Regions from separate parts of the Zea mays genome. Here region 1 is linked to region 2. A link is a contact called in public Hi-C data. All regions are on one chromosome and are shown on one strand. Each heading gives the region's core, a stretch centred on a gene start, on an enhancer-like site or on the middle of the called end of the contact. The rest is flanking DNA. Distances are from core to core; before and after follow the strand shown. Region 1 holds the start of LOC103641219 (cullin-3A). Region 2 has its middle 60 kb from the start of LOC103641219.

What was found. A called contact is a pair of places that touch in the nucleus more often than the background predicts.
Region 1: a contact with region 2 is called in a Hi-C map of tassel, with 1.9 times the contacts expected there. The contact joins the promoter of LOC103641219 here to the enhancer-like site in region 2. A contact is called at or near these places in 4 of 25 Hi-C or Micro-C datasets (bundle sheath, ear, leaf and 1 more).

What each region holds. Positions count from the first base shown.
Region 1 is chr10:74,009,969-74,015,086 of Zm-B73-REFERENCE-NAM-5.0, reverse strand. LOC103641219 (cullin-3A) reads left to right here and starts at 2,082. Exons shown (of 2, transcript XM_035963397.1): 1 at 2,082-2,430.
Region 2 is chr10:73,950,731-73,955,713 of Zm-B73-REFERENCE-NAM-5.0, reverse strand. No RefSeq gene overlaps it. Among protein-coding and RNA genes, the nearest start is that of LOC103641219, 60 kb to the left of the region's middle. Within about 2 kb of position 2,068, at least 18 of the 20 cell types and tissues checked have an H3K27ac peak or open chromatin away from gene starts, as enhancers often do. A contact at or near this core is called in bundle sheath, ear, leaf and 1 more, where this site is marked.

The sequences.
Region 1 (5,118 bases), core at 833-3,332, 59 kb before region 2:
CAAATGATAGCAAAATCTCTAAATTCACTAGTGGCTTGTCTAACCCTATGCTGCTCAGGAACAAGATGGGAATTAAATTTTTGTTCTGCCGTCATCTCCCAGTCTAAGTAAGCTTTAGCATCATAAGAACCCATGAACGGTGGAATAGAGAACTTAATCTTAGCAAATGGATCATGGTCTGGTTCAGGATTATGATGACGACGTCTACCATTACCTCCCATACCTTGTCGATTACGTGCGAGGTGTTGTCGCAGCGGTGCATAAACATTGTCGTCATCGTCGTCGTCGTCCACAGGAGAGTGAGCTAGGGCTGGAGTTGGTGGTGGGGGACGAGCCTCCAGTACGTCCATGCGTGTAACAAGTTCAACAACTCGTCGATCAAGCTGCTCATAGGATGTCGAGGCAGAGTCCTGATATTTAAGCTTCAGTCATCGCGCACATCATCTCCTTCAATTCTATCTGAGAGACACACTCATCGTCGTTAAGCTTAGGCCCCTTGTCCTTGTCCATTTGATTCTTTGGTCCTGTCATTGTTAGCACAAAACAGAGACAAAAAGGAAACAAACAATGTGAACCCTACAACTATCTCTTAGGGTGGTGGTGGTGGTGGAATACAAATTATAAAGCGTCTTACCCCGCTCTTACAACGTTCTTACCAGCACTGCAGGTGGCAAACGGTGACCGGTGTGACTGTCCAACGAACGTGGGTGTGATTGCAAAGGAGTACCTGTTCTGCTCGAGAGAAAACTGGAGTTCTGGGAAGGCTGACTATATATATGTATGTGTATATATATATATATATATGGGGCACACAAGTCAGTAACAGATAGCAATGCTGAATAAGTGTTCCAAGTACTCGTCCTAGTTGCTGGCCTAGAAAATGTAATAGAACAGTTGGACCAAAGCACAAGAAAGGAGGTACAAGTATCTAGTAGAAATGACAGTTATGTAAATAGAGCAGATTTTTTTAGCACTAGTAGAAATCAAAAGCGCGTTTCCAAAGGAGTACCAACAAAAGAGCTCGAAATATTCTGAATTTTTTATCACTGATCCAAAATCACAAAGGATGGAAGCACACAAAATTTCACTTGAAACAGAGTTGTATTGTGACCTAGAGAAATTCACAAAGGATCTCTGAAATTCCTGAAAACACTTAAACAATTTTTTTAATTATCTTCCCGATTTTTTTGAATTTTTTGACCGAACCAAACAGGCCGAACCTCGCCGTCCCTGCGCACGCACGGACCGTCTGACTCATCAGGCATGGGACCCGAGCCCTGTGCCAGATCGCGGACCGTCCGCGCCTGGGCAAAGAACACCGTCGTCAGTTCTCATCGCAGTGATTGGTGCCCGAATCAGCGCCAACAAGTTCATTCAAAATAAAAATAAATGATGGTTACACATGGAGGTTATGGGAATGGATTGTTCTCAGCTTCTGATTAATGTCGATGTATGTCGTTTGCTATCTCTTATGTCCCTTTTTTCTTCTTACCTTAGGGTGTGTTTGGTTGCGGAGTGGAGGAGAATAAAACGACTTCATTCATATTTTCTAGATGTCTGGTTTCCAATAAAAGAAGAGCGGAACAGCTCCTAGAATCTACGTATTAAAATTTACCATAAATAGTTGAAATGCTCCCACTCCACTAAAATGACCGGATGCGAGCACTTTTCTGGACACGAGCGCTCTCCTCCCTCTTCTCCCTCTACACTTATGTGACTATTCAACCAAACAAAGAACAACTCTACTCTATTTTCCTTTTCAACCAAATAAAAATAGAGTGACTCTATTCTGTCAAACGCAGAATAGAACGTCTTTATTCTCAAAAACTAGAATAGAGCCTAATCCTGGTGCATGCAGTTTACTGGCTCTTATGGTCTCGTTTTTTTCTTACTTACTCAATGGGGAATGATGATGTAGATGCAATATACTGTATTTTATATTAACTAATATATAATATTTATGTAAAATTTGAAATCCAATAATCGAATTTGACATTGCGTACAGGTTGCGCAGCATACACTAGTGTAATTTTTTTATCGAGCCCCTAAAAACCCTCCAAAAGACAATATAAAATGTGGTTACATGCCATCCTTTTCCAGCCCTTTCCGACTTTCCGTCACCTCCCTTCAGACAACGGAACCCTAGCCTGCTCCCCACTCCCCCACCAGACCACCACCTCGCCGGAACCCCGGCGCCTCGCCCGGAGCACGTGGTTATCGCCCCCCGTCGGCCGCGGCTGCGGTGTAGCGGAGAAAGATGATGAACGGCGGCGGCGGCCAGAAGAGGCGGAACTCGAAAATCATTCCCTACGAGTACCGCGTTGAGTCCGACCCCAAGTTCTTCGACAAGTCGTGGCGGAAGCTCCATGATGCCATCCGTGAGATCTACAACCACAACTCCATGAGCCTCTCCTTCGAGGAGCTCTACAGGTTAACATTGCGCGCCCGCCTCCGGTTCCCCGACTTTTCGGTTGCCGCCCTGTTCCATGCGCTTAGGTCGCGCTGTATGATCGCGGATGATTCGGATAGATAGCGGCCATGAATGGACTGATTGCTGTGCTGATTGCTGATATGTAATTTTCCATTTTTTAATTTATAGTCGATCCTCCTGTGGGCTTGTATGCATCTTAGATGATGACATGCGAATGTTTGTGAATAGATTGATCTTGATTCATATGTCTTATTATTAGTGTAGTAGGGCTTATCCTGTAACCATAATTTGTCAACATGATATTATGATCTTTTATTGTTGGTGCATGCTTGCTCATGTCCTTATTTTTGTGTGCTATTGAATTTTGGTAGTTGCTCGAAGCCTTTAGGCCATTTGCAGCGTCATTCTCTGGGTCTCGCCATTAAATGCTTAAACTATTGGAGATCTTGTTTTGATTCCTTGTTATGCAAGTAAGGAAATTCGGGTTTGGACGTTGGATGCTTCTGTTTTAACTTCTGGGCTACATATACATACCCCAGAGCTGAACCCTGTGGCGGACGCAGAACAAAATTCTAGGTGGGGCCGACAGTGCAAAAGACAAATTATCGGACTAGACTACTAGTTAAATGTAGATTGATGATAATAACATGAATGTTAAATGATAACATCTAGTTTTTACAAAATGATATGAATACCAAAAAAGACCTTTTTGGCTACCTAAAGGAGAGCTAGAGAGAGAAAATAGGTGGACTGGCTGAGGACGAGGCGTTGGGGTGGAGCAGCCGTATCGACGCGTAGTTGTGGTGAGTCATCGAATTTGACGTGAGATGGCGTCGGTGAGACGACGACAGGTGGGAGGAGCGAGTGCAGGAGGCGAGGTAGCGATAGATGACGGTGACGGCAAGCGACAACCATTGCCGTGTTGCAACGGCGTGGTGGGACCCTAATAAGTTAGCGAGGTATAGGTGATGCCACGGTCCCAACAACAGCTTGCCCATCTGCTGGTGTGGACTAGGAGGCAAAGTATCAGTGTTGTGTGCAGGATCGCGACGAGCTGACGAGTGATGAGAAGGCAAGGTGGCGCTGCAGTGGGTGGGTTAGGTCACCAACTTACTGGTCAGTCGATGACCGAAGAAGCGAGTGAGCCACGAGTGGGCTTGCGCTAGGGAAGAGAATCGAATGGCTCAGGTGGAGAGTGGACTGAGCAGTGAAGCATCGAGAGAAAAAACATCAAAACCTAGTTTTCATTAGATTTGTCCACACTTACTATACAAAAGTTTGTTTATTTCGCTGTATACCTAAAAAAAATGAGGTGGGGCCATGTCCCACCTTGCCCACCCCTTAGATCCGCCCCTGGCTGAACCGACGAGAACTGCCATCTAGACTTACATAAATATTATTTATTATCTAGAGAACTCCCTTAACAATCTTGTGCGTGTGTCCCTGTACTCCCTAATTTGTTGCCTTAGTTATATATATACACCTAATATGTCGTGGCATCCGTACTCCCTGCATAGTTGGCACCTAGCAGTCCAAGTAAATGGGTTGCACCATTCCCTTGTCTACTGATCTGAGGAGATGCCAGTATGGTGCTCCACCACTCTCCATGCATGGCTTGGTAGGATTGATCGAAATATATCTTTTTAGCATATATCTAATCTAATTTCTTACCTTGCAAGCTATTACTTAATACTTATTATTTTGTTTCCAGTGACTAACCATCTAATTGGTAGGTTCCTAGGAGTCCTGATGCATGCAACTAGGCTTTATGACTTTGTATACATGGCGACTATGATTAAACTAATACACATTAGCAATAACATGCCCACAAACGGAGCTGGATGTCATTTACTTTACAGAACAGATCCAGATTTCTGCCACACCCCGAACCATACAGAACAGAGCCAGATCTTGGTGATGAAGAGTGAGCTTTTCAGTCGACATTGAAGCATATATTGATGTTAGTTCCAACACTGAAGTTAGTCATTTCTTTCAGTTTAGGATCATGTAGGGCTGGAATGCCCTTTCTAAATTGGCATGCTAAGAAACATTAAGTTTGATGGAAATAAAAGAAACCATCAAACTTGTTCTGTGACTAATATTAGGATACCGTAGCAGAATGTGCACACATATGAAAATTTTGCAGCTCGTGAGGACTTGTGTGGAGGTCTATCAATAGCTTATTTCTCAGCATCAGATCCAGGTAACTATAAATGTTCTTAGGAAACCTGAAAACACAAGATGAACCTGTTTAGTTAAATTTTGGCTACTGTTTGCTTCTGTTTAGTTTGGAAGGTTGTTGCTTTTGGATAATTGACATTCATTTCTCATACCCTATCTCTTCAGCAATTCTTTCTTCTTTTGGCAAACAGTCATAAGCTATGGTACCATACTACCATATCTATAATTTATTTTACCATTTATGACGGCATACTTTTTAGCATGTTGCAGCCTTTAAATTTCCAAAATGTATGTGAATACATCAGTGGTGCAATAGATAAGTCTGTGCATGCATCGAGGTTATGGTACAACTCAATCGAACTTGTACTTCATGTATCGTTTCTCATGTTTGATTCTTGTTCTCTGTTGTTTGTCTCTTTGTTGCTCATGCTATCAAACTCAATCTGTTGTTTTTGTCTCTTTGTTGCTCATGCTATCAAACTCAATGTGTTGTTTTTGTCCCTTTG
Region 2 (4,983 bases), core at 819-3,318:
TAAACAGTCTATGGTGACCTATTAGGTCCCATCAAAATTAAACCTATGCATGAATAGTGATAATACAGAATATTATTGGGTAACAAAAGTGGATCAAGGGCACAACTTGCCTGGCACTTGAGATTCCAGTTACCAGGGTGATTCTTTGGATCCTCGTGACCACACCGCTAGTCGTAGCAATACAATCATACATGGTATAGACAAAATTAACATCACACAAAACATAAGAACATACTGCATAATAATGATCTACGCGTTGCTATGAGATTGTGGGAACGAGAACCACTAAAATCAGAGTTACGGTAAGGAGTTATGATTTTATAGAGGATTTTTGTGATTCAAACGTTAAACTATATTATAAATTGGTTAATATAAATCATATAAGAGATTATTCTATAAATAATTATCTCAACTTTAATCTAAGTTATAAATTGACCATAGATCATATTCTAGTAGTCTATAATGATAAGTAGTTTAACTAGACTAACCAACATTAGTTAAATACAGATCTAATCATAAAATAATGAGACATAGTATAATAAATGTTGTTATTGCATAGTAAATATTTGTACGAGACTAACTTAACTTGAACGAGTCAAATCGGAATTAAAACGATAAAGTTATGAATTTCTGAAGGTTCTATGTGCTAGGTACTAGATTAATTAGGAGATTAATTTTAATATAGTTTTTATGTCAAAACAGAGACACTATGTGATAAACAACATTATTATAAAATTATAGGAACTAGAATAGATTAATTTGGACCTCATATGAATTTTTATGAATAAAATGAGTTTCTGGAATTATTTATATACTAGAAATCATTTTCTATAATTATTTATTTATTTTCACTGCTCCCTCGATCTCGCACACAAAAATAGAGAACAACAAGGGCCTAAATCACAATTTCTCTAAGATTCAGGCTCCTGTACACTGGACGGCGGGTTGATTCAGTAGTAATACAGGGGCTCTTTAACAAAATAGCCGGGCGAAAGGGTATCGAGGGTTTCTGACCGTTGGATCGTCAATCCGCGCCCTAGATTAGATCGGCGCGGCGGTGAAACGGTACGCGACGAGAACCGTTGGATGCAAATGCGACGGGGAGGATTTTATTATTCTGGATTTGATTCTATCCGTCCGATCTAGATCAACGGATCAGACCGAATCCTGCGAAAGGGTATGCGATCGTCTAATCTTAGCCCTTGAATTCTAGATCTCTAGCCCACGTTCTCTCTTCCTCCCTTCACGGTTGGAACAGCGGCGCCGCCGCCCCTATATGGCGGAACATCGCCGGCGACAGCCCAGACATTGATACGGTGCTTGATTCACTACGCAGGACCCATCTAAACACTCGAGGATCAAATCTAAACTATGAAAGGGGCTCATACCGGAAATCACGACGACGTGCGCGCAGAACCGGGCGTGGGGCGGACTAAGGCTCTCGTTGCACTCCGGCGAGCAATCCAGTCCTCTACCTCCACCGTCAGAGCCCGCCACCGCCACGGGTACGCTTGGTGTGATATTGCGAAGCTCCTAGGGTATGTGTCCCCGCCGATGTGAAGATGCGAACAAGTGATGGTGTGGCGTAGCTCCGCCAGGTTGAGCACACCACGGCGACCAATCCGGCTTACGCCCACTGCCCCAGATCTCACACCAACAACGCCCAGGTGAAGAGCGCCCACGCGACAACTGTCGGACGTTCCCAGGTGGCCAGCAACGACGTGTAGGATGGTGGACCGCGGCGGCGGTCGCGGTCGAGGTTACCGGCGCACGAGTCCTGGCTTTTCGGTGGTGGTGAGCTTCGATGGGATCCTAGGCGAGCGCGCAGATCGGTAATGGCTTGGTCCAAGGAGCGTGGCGGCACGCGATTTATACCCCCGACGACGGAGTCCAACCGGGGAGGCGGCCGCGAGATTGACGGCACAAGCAACACAACAACCATGGGGAAGATCTACAGCGGCAGGGGGTCCAGCTGACGTGTTGGGTTCACGGGCCAGCGACAGTGATGCCAGAGCCCATCCGTCGGTGACTTGGAAGCGCGTGGTCAAAACGGTGGAGGCTGACCTACGGCCCCACAAGTCAGTGGCAGGCGCGCGACGTGCACAAGATGCTTCGGGATGGGCCGCAGGAGGTAAGGAACTTGGCCGAATTCTAGTTCTGTGGCCTAGAACAGGTAGCAGGCTTCTTTCTTTTATTCTTTTCTTTTGTTATTTTCTATTTAGATTGGTATATCCTCAAATTGAATTTCAAATTCAAGTTTCAAATCCCAAATATAAAACTCATCCCACATTAAGATATAACATCTACTATTTGCATCAATATTATTTTCCTTTCCATAGTGTTTATTTTTCTTTCCTTCATTTCTCATTTATTTCCTTTTTGACTTTCAAAATTCTAATTCCAAATTCTAATTTAGGATATAGTTTAAGAATTCAAATTTAATACATACTCACAATCAATTATGGAGCAATAGATATATATTTATTTTAATTGATTTATTTGTTTGATAAATGTTTGAAATATGAGTCACACTCATATGGTTCCTTTCTTTTTAGGAAAATGGTATTTTCATTACGTGACATGAGTTTAAAATTACTTAAAAATTAAATATTCATGAAAGTGATTGCTTATGGTGCATCATTTCATGAAATGCATAATCATTTAGTTGTATAGAAAAAATTTCTATTACTCCTTTTCTAAAATAGTTCTTGGTTTTCAAGATTCTATCCTCAATTTTCAATACTCAAGTATAATTTGAGATATCTGAATTTACTATTTTTATTTCCTCATATATTTATTTTATTATTTTTTCTTATACACATTTTGGGCATTACAAATCCTACCCCCTTAACAGAAATCCCGTCCTCGAGATTTGTAAGGAAAGGGTGAATATTCATATTGTCTCAACACATATGCACGATAAAAAATCTCAGCATGATGCATACTTTATTAACAACACATGAGGTCAATTAGACCTTATTATTCCTCCTAAAATAGTATCATATCATCTACTAACTAAAGTAACATTTATATCTTACGAATAGTAGTAATTTATATATATATATATATATGTTTATGTAGCTTGGTGGAGCTGGTGGTGGTGGTGGAGGTTGTTGTTGTCGTTGTTTTTCCAACCGTGCTTGCCTTATTTCTTGACGTATGTCCAGCCGGTCCTAACGTATTTCCTCGCGTTCTTGTCTTATCTGATTTTGCAATTCGGTAACCATGTTTGCCATTTGTTGTATTAGCATCATTTGGGTGGCAACCACTTGGTCGATTCCAACCGGTGGAGGATCTGAAGGATTCATTTTGTTTGCTATTGCTTGATAATCTTCCCTTTCTGGCATTGACCATGAGAGTTAGAAGCATATGGCAAAATAGTTTTGCAAGGGAAATTATTTGGTCAGTAGAATGAATAGGCTAGTAACCGGTTATGATCTGAAGATTCTTCAGTAGGGTTTAATATTTGTTTTTTGTCAAGATTGGGATATCTAGTTGTATATGGTGAATGTCCAAAGGTAAGATAGAACCTATCAAGATGAGATAGATATGGGTGAGATAGACTCTATGATGTAGTTCAAAAGTATGTTTAATGTTAGGTGGGGATAGTCAGATTATACAATTCATCATGTTTCTACTGGTTGAGTTAAATCTTTTTGCTCTTGGTTGAGTTAGTTTGTTGCACTAATTTAGGTTTAAGTGCATGAGAGGAGAACAAGGTTTATAGGAGTAGGATCTAGTTTATTTCACTAGTGCTCACTTGTTAAATGACTCTCATTAGATTATATAATCCTATTTAAGAATATCATTTAGTTAAGAGTATCAAGCTGACCCTTTTCTTTATGAAATTCCAGTATATATATATATATATATTATACACCTGAAATTCTTTTTATGCCATTATCTAAGTTGGGATAACAACTGCGGGTACATGGAGTAGATAGGTTAAACAGAGTTTTACTTTGCTTTCGGGATAAATGGGTTGGGCAACCTATAACATAGGTGAGGTCGTGGTTTCACAGACGAGTTGGTCTAAGATACCCGTTTAGGTTTAAAACCCATTTATAAGAATATGGTTTAGTTAATACTTGTAACATATATTAGACCATATTAGATTAGGTAGGGTCTAGATTAGATTGGATATAACTGGATTAATCTTAGTTTAAGTTAGATAAACCTACCAGGGTAGATTAAATATTATTAGGACATGTTAGAACCTTTTGAGATATGACAAATTATATGGGTAGGTAAGTCAGAATCTCGGTTAGGTTAAAACAAAGGGGTTATGCAACCATCGGGTGGTTAAGGTAGTTGCATATGGTCAGGTTGGACTAAGACTCCAATTTTAAGTTAAAACATATTTATCAGAGTAGGATCCAATCTTATTTTACCAGTATTATCTAACATGTTTGTCCGTTAGATTAGATCTGACCAGATTAGATGGGATCAGAAAATTGGTGTAACCAGATTAGACTAGATAGGATCTACTAAATTTATTTTGGAATAGATCATGTTTGTTATACTATTAGGAGATAAGCAAAGTGGTGGGGATAAGTATGCTTATTAGGACAAGATGAGTCTCTAGGAATAAGACAGAATCTTTTGATATTAGTTAGATCTATTATGATAGGATAGAATCTCTTCAAGATAAGACGAATTTATTAAGGTAAGAGGGAATCTTTTAAGATACGATAGATCTATTAAGATAAGAGAGAGTCTTTTAAGATAAGAGGGATCTTTATGAAATAGATACATTTTAATGGAGGATAATCTAAGTTGTTTAGTTATCTTATGAATTCTATTTATGCCTATACGTATATGCAGATGTAATTGTGGACATTACTCCACAACTAATCACACTCAATCAAAGATCCAAATCAGACAAATATCATAAGAACAAACAATCAAGCGTATAGATACCTATAAAAAATAGTTTTCTTTTTGTTTCTATGAGTAGGTCTCCTATTCATAAAGGTCACTTTA